2 separate regions of the Mus musculus genome follow, and region 2 is linked to region 1. A link is a contact called in public promoter capture Hi-C data. All regions are on one chromosome and are shown on one strand. The core of a region is the stretch at or near the end of the contact, and the rest is flanking DNA. Distances in the headings are between cores, read along the strand shown.

The links. Promoter capture Hi-C pulls out the DNA fragments that hold promoters and counts their contacts.
Region 2: a promoter capture Hi-C map of liver shows a contact between it and region 1, with 4 times the contacts expected there. The contact joins the promoter of Parp11 here to the promoter of Foxj2 in region 1. A contact is called at or near these places in 1 of 39 promoter capture datasets (liver) and 1 of 9 other capture datasets (pancreatic islet).

Annotation. Positions count from the first base shown.
Region 1 is chr6:122,818,170-122,822,235 of GRCm38.p6, forward strand. It overlaps Foxj2 (forkhead box J2), which reads left to right and starts at 2,015. Exons shown (of 11, transcript NM_021899.3): 1 at 2,015-2,801.
Region 2 is chr6:127,451,293-127,455,122 of GRCm38.p6, forward strand. It overlaps Parp11 (poly (ADP-ribose) polymerase family, member 11), which reads left to right and starts at 2,335. Exons shown (of 9, transcript NM_181402.4): 1 at 2,335-2,530.

The sequences.
Region 1 (4,066 bases), core at 765-3,264:
CAGAAGTTTAAAGCTATCCTTTGCTACATAGAGAGTTTGAGGCTAGCCTGGGCTATAAGACCTATTTTATAACAATGCCTCCCCCTCCCTAACTCATTACATAGTGTAGGCTGGCCTTGAACTACTGATCTTCCTGGTTTCTCCTCCCCAGTGTTGGGACCATAAATACTTGCCATTGTATAGGGTTGTGCTTTTGTGGTGCTAGGGATAGAGGCCAGGGCCTCATGCTTGCCAGGCAAGCCCTCTACCAGTTGGGCTGTAAGCCTGGCCCCATCTTATCCTTTTTACAGATAGGGTCTCATGATATAGTTTAGCTGCCCTTGAAATCAAGATCCTCCTCTAGCTGCCCTTGAACTCAAGATACTCACAAGTGGGTGCCACTAGGCTGGAGGAAATGAATCTTTTCACATGGATACTGGAAGTGTGGGGAGGGAAGAGGCTTTGTTAGGGGGCTCACTGACTGGCAATTTGAGAATGACATGTTTTCCCAGTTTAAGCCAACAATGTACTAGAGGTTTAGACCCTGGCTCTAAGGCCATTTGGGTTCAACACCTGACACAAAGTAACACTACGAATTGCATAATGGTGCGAATTACATGAACTCAGACACAAACAATATCTTCAAGCTGTAGTTACACTCTAAAGGCCTGATACTGCTGCATGGAATTGCCAGTAAGAATCAAGTGTGATAACACACGGAGAGTGTGAAGCCTTAATGCAGACGTTGTATGTGTAATGTGGTTATATGTACAAGAATGTAAGTAAATGGCAGTAGGCATATATTTAGCCAGAAGACAAATGACATCTCTTTCTACAGGGAGTCATCAAACTGTCATCTTTTTGAGCAATTCAAATATCAAGTGAACAATTTCTTTTGTCTTATCATTTTATAATAGAACACAATTGGAGAAAAGTAAGCCAGAGGGTGATATACCTAAGAGTTTGTACTGGAATAGCATGACTGGGGAGGTAAGAGATGGGCTAACCTGGTTCTATTTCCTGTCCCAGGATGGAGATTATTCTGTAAGAAGTAGAGGGATGTGCTGAGAGCCCATTCTATCTCCCTGTGGCACTCAGGATAACATAGTCTATAGAAATGTCACTTGACTTTAGCACAAAGGTAAAAAAAAATGACATTTTATAAGGGAAATGAATAATCATGCTTTGAACCCTTTGTGTACTAGACCATTTTAAAAAGCAACTCGTAAATCATTTCCTTTGGTGACTGCGACATCCATATTAGTAGGCAGGCCAGAGTATCATAGTCCCTTCTTCACAGGCTATGCTTCCAGAAACTAGGGCCTTGCACAAGTTTGCAGAGCCGAAACTAACACAAGACCCCATTTCCCGATGCTCATTTCTCTATAACAGACTCATTTATCTTTTTATACATCCTCGATCCAATCTTTCACTGACCTCCAGGATAAGAGTAAACTTTAACTTCACGCCCGGCCCTATAACCCTTTATAAGCTGTCTGGAAGAGAAAGAGAGGAGCCATCAAATGCGTTTCTGAGAAAACTGGGAATACTTGTCTTAGGCGTAGACCACAGCACAATGAGAGGTGTGTGTGGCCCTTAGCGTGGACGCTGGCATCGCCAGTGCCCGGGACGGAGGGTCGGCGACCCGTGGGCTGCGGGGCTCCGCGCTCCTCCTTAACCCGCGCCGGGAGGCGGCGGCCGCGGCGGCGGGAGGGGGAGGGGCGCGGAGCGCGGCGCCGAGGCCGGGGAGGAGCCGGGGCCTGCAGCGGAGCTGAGCCGAGCCCGAGCCGAGCCCCGACGCGCTCCGTCCGCCTGCCGGCTCCTGGCTGCCCCGACCGGTCGGAGCCTCAGAGGTGGCAGCGCGGGGAGCCCCACGCTCCGGGAAGCGCGGCGGACGGGGGACGTGACCCGGGAGGCGCTGCCGCCCGGCAGCGGGTGACGGGAGCCCGGACCGCGGCCTCCGGGACCCTGCTGTCCAGGCCGGCCGGCCAGGCGGGCGGGAGCCGGAGTGCGAGGACCCCACCCTCGGGACACCCTGTGCCGGGACCTGCTCCCTCTCCCTTGGGAGGGAGGACCCTCCCTACTCCCCGGACAGCCAGAAGAGATCGCCGCAGGGCACGCGGCTGTCCCTCCCACGGTGGCTCCAGCGGAGACCCCCAGAAGTCGGGAAGGGTAGTGAGACCTGAAGGACCCGGAGTGAGACCTCCCTCACGCCTCAGCGCACTCCAGACAGTTTGGGACTTTTGAGGCAGAGAGAAAGGGAGCCATGCCTGTGGAGTAGGCACCCCGCATCCCACCCGGGACTCACCGCGGAGAGGCGTCCTGATACGCACAAGCCAGGACCCTCCAGGGAACCGCCAGGAATTGGTTCCAGTTTGCTGGAGAGTAGAAGACCTCGCCCCTCAACTTCCGTGCACCTAGACAGTGGACCGGGGCAGAGCCCCTCCACTCAGATCTCCAACTGACAGAAAGAGCCCTCAGCCCCTGAAAGATCCAGTTTGGGGGGGGAGGGGGATTCCCCCAAAGGGGAGGAGACAACTCCTGGCTGGGAGAGGCTCCTCCCCTCCTCCCTAGGGTAGCAGGCAGGGGGTGGGGGGTGTGCCATCTTCCCCAGGTAGGTCCTCCCTCTCCCCCTCCTCCTCCTTCGACTCCTCTTCCTCAGGGGACTCAGTTCCCTGCTCCAGCCTGGGAGGCTCCGCCAGGCACTGGAAGAGTCACTGAGGATGCCACCTGTCACCTGCCTCTGAAGAGGGGAATCCCTGCAACCTCAAACTTCTGTACCAGGTGGTTTCCTCCAGCGGCGGGGGGAGCCTTGGAGACAGGTTAGTGCTTTCCGTTCTGTAGTCTTTAGACACCAGGAGGTGTGGGGAGCGGAAATGGTGGAGCTTAGGGTTCATTCGAAGGGAAGAAGAAAGACCCCTGGGAAATGTCTTCCGATGGAACTTTTGCACTGGAACCCACATGTTGCTTCAGAGACTCTGAGAAATGGCCTTTTAAGATTTTGGAGTCCAAAGGGTTGGGTCATTTGCAGCCCCTAGAGAAGTTGATGCTTTGGACTGAGAACAGACAACAGGTGCGTTTTCAGGACGCCATGGTGTTAGTAACTCAGGACACAGCACAGTCAGAATCCCACAGCACTGTCCATCTTTGGGTCTTGTCCTCTGGTGACTGGACCTGCAGTAAATGACCTGCAGTCGTGGGGGCATTTTATGGATTGTATTGTATCGTCCAGGGCATGCCTAAGTCAGTTTAATATTCAACAGACGTCTTCTTTCCAGTCTATTACAATGACTGCTTGCCTGACTGGCGACAGGTCCCCGCCCACTCTGTCTTGGATACCAGGAGGGAGGCCCCTTTTGACAACCCTACTTCAGGCTGGATATCTGCCTCTCTGTGTAAAATCCAAAGGGAAATGCGAATGCACATGTCCTGGAATGAGAAGGAACTGTCAGGGCAATGCACCTTGGTGGGCTGGAGTCTTCCTAGATACCAAATCTGCCTTAGTCCCCTCATGTGTCCTGCCATTCGCTGGAAAAATCAGCTGAATGGAGGAAGAGAAGAAGGTGCTTCCTAGCTTCCTTCCACCCGTCCCTCTATCTTCATGAGCTGTCCACCAGGGAGGTCTGACCTCTGAGGAGTTTATTTTAGAGTTTCCTCCAGGAAAACACCTACTGGTCTCATCATCTCTCTTCTTGCTTTTTCGTTTAGTTCTGGGTCCCAGGAACCTTGTGTTGAAAATTTTCTTCAAAATCAAAAATCTTTAGAAAGAGCAGGAGAAAACGTGCTAAGAAATCTTCCTGGTTGAGCCAGAGTGGCATTTGTAGCAGAGCTCTGATTTTTCACCCGAGGTCACTAGCTCGAGACCTGCACTTCCTGTCTGGTGGTTGGACCATGCCTCGTCTTCTGTGTGGAGCTTCCTCCCCTTAGGTTTTCAGTCTCTGCCTCCCTATACGGGCCATGGGTGGCTTGCCTGTGTTATCCAAGTCTTTGCCTGTCCACTAGATCCTTGGAAGATACCTGTCGTGGTGATGCGCCGAAACAGGACTGTGGTCCACAGGTTCAATGGCTGGCCTGTAGAATGATGTAC
Region 2 (3,830 bases), core at 1,085-3,584, 4.6 Mb after region 1:
TAAGATTCATTTCATTCTTTAGCAAAGTAAGATGTAAGTCATCCTGACTTTCAACTCCAAACACCTGAAAGGGCCCAGGCAGGTCCAGTGAGAAGGAGAGCCGATCTGTGCACTTTAATCATACAATAATGTTGCCTGCAAATAAGATGTTCTAAAACTTTAGGAAATTTTGAGAAAGTATAGAACAAGATAATATTCATTCAGTCTTAAATGCAGTAAGAAGGGTCTCTAGGTGATTCTCAACACTCTTTAAATACACTATTATTTGTAAATCGGTTTCTTTCTATCCCTAGTTTCATATATGAAAGGCTTTTAAATGCTATCAGTTGCTTCTTCTATTTCATTGCTGTATCTGTTTCAAGCTGGGTCATCAATATGACGAATGACATGAAAAGATTTACTATTCTTCTATCTGCCCTTACACTCCTGAAATTAACTATACTTGTCATAGTGTGTTAGTTTTATAAGACTTTCTTAGTTTAATTTATCTTTTACTTATGATTAAATTTTATACTGGGTGTGATGGCACATGACCGTAATCTCAGCCTTTGGGTGATGGAACATTTGAGATGACCTTGAGCTACACGAATAGATCCTGATTACTTTTAATAAGCTGTAGTATCAGGATGATGCTAGCTAGCCTTGAGAAGGGAGCAGTAGCAATTGAAGCAACTGTGGGCTAGTCCTTTTCAAGGCCGAGTGGGTCTCGACAAGGCAAGTTAACCAGGGAAGTTAGGACAAAATCTTTTGAGGGTTGAGAGTTATACTTCATTTTCTTTGAAGCCTTAAGAGTTAGCAAGGTGATATGACACGGTAAGTTTACAAAAGTCAACAGCTTTCCTAAATTAGAGCAATGAAAACTGTTTCACTTGGAAAAAAAAAAACCTATAAAATAGCCAAATCAAACACATAAAGGTTGTTGTAAAAATAGCTTTAATGTACTTAAAGATATCAGAGACCTAGGCAGGAGGGGCATAACTCAGTGGTGGAAGAGGTGTTTAGCATGTGTGAGGTTCTGGGTTCATATACCCAGCCCAGCCCGACTCCCGACACATGGCCTGAAATACAGGAAGAAGTGTGTTCTGGATGAGAACTCATTATTTTGAAAAAAACTGAAAAAGAAAATTAGGAGATATTTCTTATCAAAGAGCAAGTACATTAGGAATCTATACATTATAATAGCATGGCAAAGCATAGGAATAAGCAGAGGATTAGCAGATAAGAATATTCAGGAATATATGTATATATGCATATGCATGCAAATTTAGCAAATGTACTTCAAAGTAGTAAGAAAAAATAATTATGCTATGCAATAAGTATTTGGGCAACTGGTTAACCATTTGGCAACAATTTTTAGAATTTCTTATTGAACAGTATCATTTCTAAGAATTCGTTCCAAAGAGGTTAATGAATGTCTGAACAAAAATAGTGATTATAGTAATTTTTGTTACATAGTAACTTGTGTCTCTCACAGTAGATTATTTAAGATATGTGTGTAACATGTAAACTATGGAATGCTATAGTCTGAAGAAATAGATTCATACACATGGGAATGGAAAAATATATTAAAATGTAAAAAACAATCAGGTTCTGAATCTGTGGTCATTCTTTGACCTATTTTTAAAAATACACCTATAGTCTCACACTACTTCTTTGCCTTTAAGAATATTCTTCCATCGTACCTCTTTTGTGACCGGTGTAAGAACCTATTTGAGGCCTTAGCATTCAAGGCACTCAGGTAAACCTGCTTGGAAACCTCCATATTTGCCATGCTGTCTAAAATTTCACGTTTTTACATTCTTGCGTTTCCAAATTACTTTTTGCTTTCTTCTGTCGATTCTAAAATCCACGAGGACAGGGACAACATATTGGTCAGTGTTCACGTCCAAGCCCAGTGACACGTGGCCAATAGCTCCCTTTATTTATTTATTATTTTCTAGATTGCAAACACCTAAGCACCTGATTTCAGCAAGCTCATTTACACCCTCAGGTAGAACTATCATCACCTCCAATTCGAGGATGTTGCAAACAACAAAGAGGTTTGAAGCTTTAACCTTTAAGCCATTGGTCGAGTTGTGCTTCTCAGGCCTAGTACTTGGTTGGCCACTAAACTCGGTATAAGGTGATCTTTAATAAACGTAGGTTCTGCATGGAGGAAACGCAGCCTGCCACGCTTGACGATCACGTGGTGGGTATGATGGCCGGCTTCAAACAGCTTTACCACACAGGTAAAGGCGGCCCGCGACAGCACGCGCGGAAGTTCCAAGGGCGCCATAGAGGCGGAGCGAGTTTGCGGTGGGCGGGACCGCCACTGATTGGCTGGATCCAGGCGGAAGTCGGGAGGTTCGATGGTCCGAAGACGCCAGCTTGTGACGGGGAGGGGGAGAAGGAAGGCTTCCGTAAAGGGTGCCTTTCGGTCCTTTCGCTCCTGGGGACCCTCGGAAAAAGCCCACCATATCGACCCCACGGCTAGCCCCTCCCCCAGGCTCTCTCCGCTCGATTTCGCACCGTTATGTGGGAAGCGAATCCGGTGAGTAGCCGGCGGGACGGGGCGGGCCCAGTGGGCGGGGTTGCCTGAGAAGGGCGGGGAGGCGTTCCCGGGAACTCGCCCCCGCGGTGCCTCAGGCTGGGGGTTTGCGTTCCGGGGTCGTGGCTGTCCCGCTTCGCGGGGGCCTCCTGCGGGCCGTGGACTCGCAGCTTTGAGCCGTGGGAGCGTTCGGTGGCCGCTTCTACGCTGTTGCTTTCCTTTCCCGATTGTTGATTTTACTTCCGGGGGCTTCTCTGTCTTCGCTTTTTTCCCTCATTTTATATTTTGTATTCTGCTTTCCAGTTGAAGTTACTGGCTTTCGAACCTGCTAGTTCCTTTCGACCCCCGCACCCTCGTTGCTCCTTCTTTTTGGAGCTACAGAGCATGGAGGATCCTCTATATGAGTTTCAGGGGATGACGTTCTTAAATGTTTTCTTTCCGTGGTTAGAACAATGATCTGGAATCCTTTGTTTGCCTTCAGTAGGTCTTATGTCTGCAGGCATTTTTTTTTAATACTTGCTTTCATTCATTGGTTCGTTCGTTCATTCATTCGTTCGTTCATTCAAACTCCTACCCGCCATGAATGAGGATTCAGATCTATTTGTCAAGAGTATTCAGATCTTGTTATGGGAATGTAATAGTGAGAAAAATGTACGCTGAACTTAAAACTTCGGGGTCGATGGGCAGAATCGCATTTCAAGAAATTTGTGGACTTAGTTTGTGAAACTACCTCAGAAGCTGAGCTAACCATTAATTTGACTTCAATAACCCTCTAAGTCAATACTTGAAGTAACCCTTTTGCTTTCCCTCACAAAACCAGTAACCTACTTCCTACTTAAGTGTATTATCAGTTAAGTCTATCAGTAAATTTTCCCACGTCTGAAAGTTAGTACCTGATTAGAAATGAGCCCATGAATTGGGATTCAGTCCACATTGTAGTTCCATTCCATCCCATTCCATCATGACAGTTACCAGATAGTTTTGATTCATACACTAATACTGTCATCAGATCAGGGCAGAGGAAAGTATACGTTTGGATGTGATTTTAGCAAAATTGGGATAGCTGTTCATACATACACGCTGTTCACTGTTAACTATTAAGTGTCATCAGTATCCATCTCTTACATGTCAATATGGAGTTGGTTTTTACCAGCCGCCCCGCCCCTTTGTGTTGATTTCCCCACAACATACGTCAGCAGTGTATATATTCTGTTCAAGGTCACGTACTTCAAATCCTCTGAGTTGTGTGTTCAACTAGAGAACAGCTCCTGTTGCACAAGAAATGCTTGTTGAATTCTTGACA